Regions from separate parts of the Mus musculus genome. Here region 1 is linked to region 2. A link is a contact called in public promoter capture Hi-C data. All regions are on one chromosome and are shown on one strand. Each heading gives the region's core, a stretch centred on a gene start, on an enhancer-like site or on the middle of the called end of the contact. The rest is flanking DNA. Distances are from core to core; before and after follow the strand shown. Region 1 holds the start of Zcchc2 (zinc finger, CCHC domain containing 2). Region 2 holds the start of Gin1 (gypsy retrotransposon integrase 1).

Region 1 (4,569 bases), core at 1,998-4,497, 8.2 Mb before region 2:
CCCCCACACACACACACACACACCTCCAATAGGTGAGATCTAAGTTGTTTCATCAGAAAGAAATGGTTTGTTCATCAACCCTAAACAACTACGGGAGATAAACAACTACCTGGGAAATACGCGCTAAGCAATAGCCCCAGTGTCTAGCGCGCTGTCTTAGCATGTTAATCCCTGTAGCATTTATTCCCTACTCCCACTTCCTGAGAAGTGATGATGTGCTGAAATTAGTGGCAGGATGCCCAATCCCCTTTGTCCACTCCTCCCAGCACTCACTGGTGGCCAGAAAAGGCCATGCACTGCAGTCACAATAAAAATCTCATTACTCTGATTAGCACGTATCTACCCTCTCCGTCTGCTTTACAGTACCACATTCAAAGCAACATTAAGGGAAAGGAGATCCTCACAGTTAAAACTCTGCAATTAGTGCTGTACCTGTGTTAGTATACTATGAATGGAATGATGTAAACTGTTCTGTTGTGGGACACTTTCATCAGACCAAATTCAAGGTTATCTTATATTGTCATAAGAAAACATGTCCCCAACCTGCTCTCTTCTCTAAATTTAACAGCTCTGTGGTGTTGCTTTTCAGGTAGATTTAGTGAGTAGGCTGAAGGGTGAATTAAGCTTTTATTATCATTTACACAAACGTGTGTGCTGGTAGTAGAGACACTAGAAGATGGTATGATTTTACACTCATCAAGAAAACGCAAGGTATTAGTCTTATTACATCTGGATTTTGTTAAGATTTATAAGATAAAACATGAAATTGTGATTTCACAAATGCCTCACGGGGAAAAAAAAAGAAAGAAGTACTCAGCCTACATTATCTCTAAGGCAGGCCCTTTGAGACCTATCCTAAATGCCCAGGGTTCTTTGGTAATGAGTCTATACAATCATTAGTGAAACATAATGCTCAATTTTAGTTCTACCATATTGAATGACTGCTGATACATGTTAACTTTCAAGCGCGGAGGGAGGGAACACCTCCCCCCCTTAAAGTGGAAAAGCATGGCGTCCAAATCAGATCTGATCCACAAAAATAAGGTCTTAATCTACAGTTTTTACTGCAGTTGAAACATATCCCCATTAAATCGCCATTCTTAAGTGGTTTATTGGGCCTAATTAAATTACTTTCAAGACTGTAAAAATTCTTTAAAGTTTTCGATAAGTGGATTCCTATGTACTAAATGTGTTTTAATAACTCTTTCAGACAACGTTAATGCCTAAAGACCTAAGAGATCACCAGACCCCAAATCTGAAGTAGAAATCAAGCCCCTTAGGAAAGCTTGTTTGGTAGTCTGTTAAAGGTTTAGCCAGGCCATCCCAAGTCTTTACCTAGATGACCGATTTTTGTACTTAGGTCAGCCAATTCATAGGTCTCCACAGAATACCCACCGGAACACACACACACACTCCCAGTGAATACAAAGTTCTCCGACTAAAAGCCAAAAGACCTATTCAAAACCTTAATTAGCACACACTAAGTATAAAAAGTTCCTTATGCCACAGTAACCTGGCAGTGCCAAGGGGTAAGGCGGTTTTTAAACAGGCTGAGACTAGGAAACAGCCCACCCAGGGCTAAACGGACGGTGGTTGACAGCCCCAAGCGCTTGGCTTTTCCCCTTGCACCTAGCACCCAAATACTCGAGCCCAAAATGTCCCACGAGCCTCCTAATTCTGAGGTCTAGGGTCAGGGAGCTCCAGTCTTCCGTGATAACTCGTGCACATCAGAAGAGAATTCTAGAGCATTCTGTTATGGCGGGTGGCTCAATGTGCATGTGGGTGACTGGAAATGAGCCACCCAAGAAAATGACGATGACTACCCATGGCTGAGAGCCGCGGAGTGGTTATTCCGAGACACCTGCATGAGGCTGGGGTCAGAGCTGGATTCTGAGGCCCGCCGAGGCGGAGGCCGGAGCTGCGACTGCACTTCTTCGCACCTTACCTGGGCCCTGGAGCCCGCAAAGTTGCTGGGCTCCACCTCCGCGTCCTCCGGCTCCACCCGGAGTGCGCTGCGGAGCCTCTCCAGGTGCTCCCTCAGGGTGACCCGCTGGTGGAAGGAGAAAGCCGGGTGCAGCGAAGCCATGGTGAACAGCAGCAGCAGTTCCTCTTGGGCCCTGAAGCCGAGCCCGCCTCCAGTCCCGAGCTTGGCGCAGCCACTGCCTTCCGGGCCGGGGCCGTCCTTCTCCGCGTCCTGCTCGCCATCGCCACTCGGCTCGTCCTCCACGCTGCCCCGCGAGCCCTCGGCTCGAGTCGCGCGCAGGCTTCTGAGCACCGCGTCCACCTGGGGCAGGAGGCGGTGCAGGCGGCCAGCGGCCTCTCTGTTCTCCGAGCCCAGCAGCGCTAGGTATACGATGAGGCGCGAGCGCACGGCGGGCTCTCGGAAATCGGCCAGCGACCCTGGGTCCGAGAGGCCGTTGGCCTTCGCCTCCGAGTCGCGCAGGTAGTGGTAGTCCTTGCGCGCCAAGTCCTCCAGGCACGAGCCGAGAAAGCGCAGCTCCAGCGGGTTGCACAGGTCCAGCAGCCCGCACATGAACTCAAGGCGCTGCGCCGAGCCCAGCACCAGCCCGAACCACTCATACACCCGCTCCTGTTCGCGCAGCGCCGCCGCGTGCCCGCCGCCGCCCGGCATGCCCGCGCCCGCCGTCGGCCCGCTAGCAACAGGCGGCTCGAGCCCCCGGGGCGGCGACGGCGGCGGCGGGGGTCCCCGCGGCAGGCCCGTGGGCGGCGGCGGCGGGCGGCAGTCGCGGCGGCGGCGCAGCGGAGCCTTTGCGCCCGGCCGCGCGTCCGCCTCGGGCTCCTCCGCGTCGGGCGGCGGCTCGCTGGGGTGCGTCGACTTCGGTGGCAGCTTCATCCTCAGCATCCTCAGCTAAGGCGGTGCGGACATGCGAGCGAGGGAGCGGGGGCGGCGGGAGGAGCCGAGCGCCCGGGCGGCGGCACGGCCGTCAAGAACGTTGCCCCTCCATGCCGCCGGGGCGGGCCGGGGGCGGGTCTCGCCGACCGGGGACGGGGGGCGGTGGCCGGCCGGCAGCTTCGTCCCGGCGGGAGGCGGGGCGTGACCGCGACGGCTCCTCCCCTGGGCTCTGTGCCCGCTGGGGAGTCCGGTGCGGGAGGAGCAAGTCGACGAGCGCGTCCTCCTTCCGCCTTTCCGCGTCCGCACGGGGCTGGCGGTGACGGCCTGAGCCGTTCCCTCTCGAGCCGGCGCTGGCAGAGCGGCTTGGCGAGGAGGAGGAGGAGCAGCGGGGCTGGGCGGAGACGCTGGCGGGCTCCGCGCACCGCACTCCAGCCAATCAACGTTTAGATCTGGCGTGACGCGAGCTTCTCGTTTGCCCCCCCCTCCCCGCCGGGAGCCGCCCTCTCTGAGAAGCCACGCCCACCTCCTGCTATGCTGCAAGGCTCTGGCACATCCCGCGCGGTCCTAATGCTTGATGGGTTCCAGCAGACTGAGGACGTGGGTTTGGGACTTTCGGACCACGGCGAGGTGAGCTTGGCCCGGAGCGGCAGAAGTGGGCGAGGTTCGCGTGGGAGGAGGGACATCGACTTAGTTTTTCTTGAGAGATCTGACCGTGCCGTGGCTGCAGACCATCTTCGCGTCAGCCACCGCCCTGGATCACGCCAAGTGGGTTCCCAGCCCCTGCCGCCTCGTGAACTCCGCCAAAGTCAGCCACGGGAGATTACCATATTCTAAAACTTCACCTGGACCGTTGGTGTGAACGCTGGGACGAAGATCCAGGAGTTAGGTCGGGATGTAGAGTGGTTTTGGGCGGCGAGCGCCCTTGCTCAGGCTGGCTGCAAGGTGCTGCTTTGGGCCGGGTATCCGGCTGAGGGGACCCTGTTGCTGGGGGTGCTTGGCCTAATGGTTGCATCTGGCTTGCAAGGTTAAGTTTAAGGACGCCCTCCTGCCCCAAATCTATGGTTTGCGCAATCACTTATTGCCTACGTTTTAGTTCCTATCCGTGAACATTTGGAATTCTTGAGCTGGTGTGAATTTCCTGTAACTCTTTTAAACAATTTAATAAGTTACTGTCTTGTCAGGGTTTTAAGTTTTTAAGCGATATTACATTTTTAAGTTTTGTAGACACCGCCCTCCCTATGACTCTTTCAGTGATATGTATAGCCCAACCATAAAAATCAATTTAAAAACCAAACCAACCCAAGGGGCCATGATTGCTCTCAGAGCCATCAGGACCATCCTGTCTCATTTGTGCTGGAGCCTGACTGCCGGTCAAGAGTTCTTGGCATGCTGTTTGTCAGTCCATGATTGTAAATAAATATAAATCTTGTGCCCAGGGGCGGGGGAAACAGGATTATTATTATTATTATTATTATTATTATTATTATTATTATTTGAGGGTCCATAATAGTAGTTTCTTTGTGTGTTTGCTTTTTAAAATTTCCGACAGTTTTAAATAAAGAACTTATACCACATAACCAAAGTAGGAGCGTGAGAAAATTAAAAGCCACACTAACCCTCGTTGAGAGTGTTGGGACATCTACAGAGTGTATAGAATCGCCTTTATCTCACAAACTCTGCGGCTTTATCATTTAGGATAAGACTGAATTGAACCC
Region 2 (4,325 bases), core at 1,624-4,123:
TGGGTTAGATAAATTACCATCTAGTGTTGCCTGGCAGAGCCAGTAATAGCCTAGGGACATGACTTGGGAGCTTTTCCCTGAGGCCCTGTGGCAAGGAACAGTCCCTTCTCTAAAACCTGGAGTCTGCTTGGGACCAGGGCCTTGGGGGTAGCTGTAGCTTTAGGTCTGGAGAACCTAACCTTTGCCACTGAATGTTGCTATAGATAGGAGTGCCAAGGTCACTGCACACTCAGTCCTGGTGCTCTAGAGATACTCAGTGTTCCCTTTGCACACCATGACTTGATTAGCAACATTTCTGCTGTCTTTGTCTCACTATGTGACAGTGCCTTCCACTGACATGGTCCCACTTCTCCCTCAAACTTCTTTTTACAATGCTGTACTTCTTAATAAACTTGCTTGACATAAGCCATCAGCTTTGGCAAGATCCCTGATCCTGGTTTTACTTTCTTCTTTGTCTTCTCATCCTCTGGTCGTCCCACTTAAGACCCTGTCACTGAAGAACTCCCTATTGGATAAGTTCTTTATTACAATCTAAAATATTATATCGTTATTATGTTATTATGATATTACAATAGCGTAAAAAGCAGTAGGATTCTGTATGGAATTCATACTTATTTCCTGTTGGCCCCACCGTTCACTCACTCCTCTCTCCCTTTTCCTTTCACATTTTCGCCCTCTCTGTATTCTCTATTGCATGTTCATATCATATGTGTTCAATTGGTCTCCGTTACCTCCCTCAGAACTGGTCCCCCCGCCCCATCATGGACTCTCTTCTCCATTCCTGGCCCCTACACATAACCACCCCTAAATTAACACATTTATGTCTTAAGATTAGATCTAAGAAGAATACGTCAGAACACGGGAGAACATAGGTATCTTTTTCAGCCTGAGCTAACTTACTTAGGACAGTATTTTCCAGTGTCATTCCTTTTGGTTTGCTTTTGAAATGTTTATTAATGTCATTTCCCTCTAAGGCTGAGTACCAGTCCATAGCACATGTATTCTACAGACATTCTGTGATGGACATCTGGAGTGATCTCATTTCCTTGCTAATGTGAATACAAGAGCAGTAAGCAAAGGTATGTAAATGTCTCTGTGAAAATATTCACATACCCTGGGATATGCCCAGAAGCCGGAGAGTTGGGTCACGTGGAAGTTCTAGTTTTAGTTTGTGAGAGGCCCCGAGCTTACTCCCATGTAGTGCCGCACCCGTTCATACCCCACCAGAACTGAATAAGAGCTCCCTTCCTCCCACCTCTGCATGCTTTTGTCATTTTGTTATTTGACCTCTTAAGGATGGTGACCTTAATGGCCTAAGATGAAATTTCAAATTTGTCTTAATCTGCATTTACCTAGTGGATAAAGATGTTTAACAGTTTTAAAACATAGTTTCGATGACATGTATTTCTCTTTTGAGAATTTTTCACTCAGTCCTTTACCCACTTATAAAACTGGATTCTGTATTTTTTCCTTAGTATTTTGATTTCTCTGCACATTCCAGGCAGCAGTCTTCTACTAGTGGGAATGGTTTTTCCCTACTATGCAGGGTATCTTTTCACTCAAATGTTTCCTTTGCTGTACAGAAGCCTCTCAATTGTGAGAGCTGCCCACATTAGCTACCGTGTCACTGTTACTATAAAATGAGCAGGAAAGGCACCAAGGAGAATGGTTTATTCTGAGTCACAGTTGGACAGCCCTGTGTCCCATGATAGGGAGGCCGGTCAGCTCGGGTGAGGCAGCTGGGCATATGCATTCCGTTAAAAGCTGAGCACCAAAGTGTTGCAATTTCATCAGGATATTTGATTAGGTCTTTACAGCATGTTCCTCGTACAACGTTAAGAACAACAAATATTTTTACCAATACTTATTGCTTAACATCTATAATTTTGTCTTGCGTAACCAATGAAAACAATTAACTATTCTTTTTATTTTTAGCATGAAGCTACTATTAAAGCCAATGAAAGGTTACACAGTAAGTTTGTATTCTAACTTCAAAACACAAAAGTTGTAATGTTTTAATAAACACAGGATTGTGGGATTAGGGTTCCGACTTTTGAATTATTCTGCTTTAATCTCTGAAAACTGAACCCGTACAATTATATATTAACTGGGAGGAGGCAGGGATAAGCCTGAGGCGGCAATACTTCAGACCATACCCTGCCTCTTTTCCCTTTATTTCCATATGCATACAGATAAAGCCGCACAGGACAAATTCAGGTCCATTTTGAAAATTGAGATTTTTTTAAAAAGTGTATTTTCCCTTTAGAGCTTTAAGGTCCCCACCCCACCCCCCTTGAGCTCGTTCCTTTACACAGGTGTACGTTTTCACACTGAATGGTGACTACTATGCAGGACGAAACTCCTCCAGCTTCGGACAAGCGCCGCTGCACTCGAGTTTTGAAGGCAGTCCAGCATTCGCCGCCGCCGGCAAGGGAGAGCTCCGCAAGCTTTTTGACACCTCGTTAACGGACCCCTGAGGGCTAGGTCCCGCTAATCCTTGCCTAAGCAGGAAAAGGACCGTTGACAGCTCAATTATACCGAGTCGCCACCTCCCTGAGCCCAACAGTCCTCGCCTCTTTGCAGCCACCATCCGCGGCGCTGTGCAAGTTCAAGGCCCTCCCGCCCCAAACGGCGCCTGCGCGAAACCTCCGCTAGTCAAACCCGTCCTTAGAGCAGTCGAAGGGGACCGTTTTAAAGTTACTGGAAGGCTACGTCTCCGTTTTTAAAAAAAATGAAGAAAAAAATAAAGAAAAATAGGTATGACAGAACACACTAGAACGACCACTCACCGAAGTGGTCCTAAGTGCAAACGGCAGGTTTTTAACTCTCCTCTCGCGATTTATCTGGTGCTACCGGAAGCGGAACTGCCGGGGGTCGGAGTTCTGGTGGCGCTTGTGGAACAGGAAGGCTCAGGCGGGTCGTTGGTCCGCCGGAAACTGTTCCGGCCGGTGCAGTTTCCGTGGGAGCCCTGTGGAGGGCGGGCAGGGAAGAGGCGTGTCGGAGGCTCCTGAGGTGTGCCAGTGCCAGCGGTTCCGCGGTGGCCGGCGAGGGAAGCTTCAGGTCCACGCCTCCGAGAGCCGCCTCGGCACAAGCGTCCTTCCCTCGCCCCCGCAATTAAAGGGGGAGGAACCGAAACCTGGATGGGCTCAAGCATCTCCCGCAGATCGCTTGCTGCCCGCAGCCACGGCAGGTGAGGACCGGGAGAGGCGACATCTCCGGCAGCCCGAGGCTCGCCGCCGCCTCCAGGTGTTTGCTTTGTCTCTGCTCCACGGTGCGGATGCGGGACACGTGGTCTTGCAAGAGCCACGGACAGTCGCGGAGGGCAGCGTGCTTGTGGACGAGTGACAGAACATCCCCAGGGTCCCTTTCAGGCTTGATTTCTCCTCCGCTTCCCGAGTCGCTTCCTCTTTTCATTTCTAGAGTTTGAAAAGCCCGAAATTGCAGTCCCGCTAGTTAGGGAGCTACCCACGTTCGACTTGTATTTGGATCTCCGTTCACCGAGGGGTGCGCCGTTGTTTGGCTTCTTCTGTGGGGAGAGGTGTCTGTTTCATTCCCTATCCTTTGCTCTGCTTGTCTTTGCTTTCCACACCCACTTCCAAAGAACAAAAGCACTGTGTGTGTGTGCACAGCGGCGTTGCAAGGTAAGAGACGAGGTTGCAGGTCAATGCCGCACCCGCGCCTTATCGATTACACAGCGTTGCGTCCTCCCATGTAGATAGTGACCTTTGGATCTCATCCTGGAGGTTCTGGACAACTTCCTGAGAGTTACCATTCTTGAGGTTTGTGGTAATGGTCGTTTTGCTTTTTGCGTCCTGGAAGACACAGAAGTAGGAAGCATGGCTGACTTAAGCATTAGCCTATACCGGGGCAGGATTTTGTTTCACTATTACAGTTTTTTTTTTCTAACTGAAACCCGTGGTTTTTGAGCAATAATATAACGATAGCTGATATTAGTGTGTAACAGTACCACATGGTTTGCACATATATTGTCATTCATCCTTTCAAGAGGCTCGTGAAGGTTGTTAGGTTATTATATTTTTAAGCCGGAAAATGGAAAGTTAGTGAGGTAGTGGAACTTACCCTGGTTACATTTTGCCACAGGAAAACCTTTGAGTGTTTACTAGAAACTAGATCTGAATCCAGCATCTGTATTCTATTGTCCTGCCATTGCTCTTGTTATTCCAGTTTCTTCACTAACTATCAGAGGTTATGCATCCATAGTGTGCTTGTGTATATGTGTGTGACAAATGACAGTCGTGATCTTTCTGCAAATTCTGTATGTGCTGTAGAATTACATATTTCAGACTGTCGAATGTATTTTCTGC

The links. Promoter capture Hi-C pulls out the DNA fragments that hold promoters and counts their contacts.
Region 1: a contact with region 2 is called in a promoter capture Hi-C map of pre-B cells. The contact joins the promoter of Zcchc2 here to the promoter of Gin1 in region 2.

Annotation. Positions count from the first base shown.
Region 1 is chr1:105,989,084-105,993,652 of GRCm38.p6, reverse strand. Zcchc2 (zinc finger, CCHC domain containing 2) reads right to left here and starts at 3,247. Exons shown (of 14, transcript NM_001122676.1): 1 at 1,946-3,247. The coding sequence starts at 2,863. It overlaps Gm7160 (predicted gene 7160), which reads left to right and starts at 3,371. Exons shown (of 3, transcript NR_151625.1): 1 at 3,371-3,481; 2 at 4,550-4,569.
Region 2 is chr1:97,768,720-97,773,044 of GRCm38.p6, reverse strand. It overlaps Gin1 (gypsy retrotransposon integrase 1), which reads right to left and starts at 2,873. Exons shown (of 8, transcript NM_026250.3): 1 at 2,790-2,873. Ppip5k2 (diphosphoinositol pentakisphosphate kinase 2) reads left to right here and starts at 2,953. Exons shown (of 28, transcript NM_173760.5): 1 at 2,953-3,190.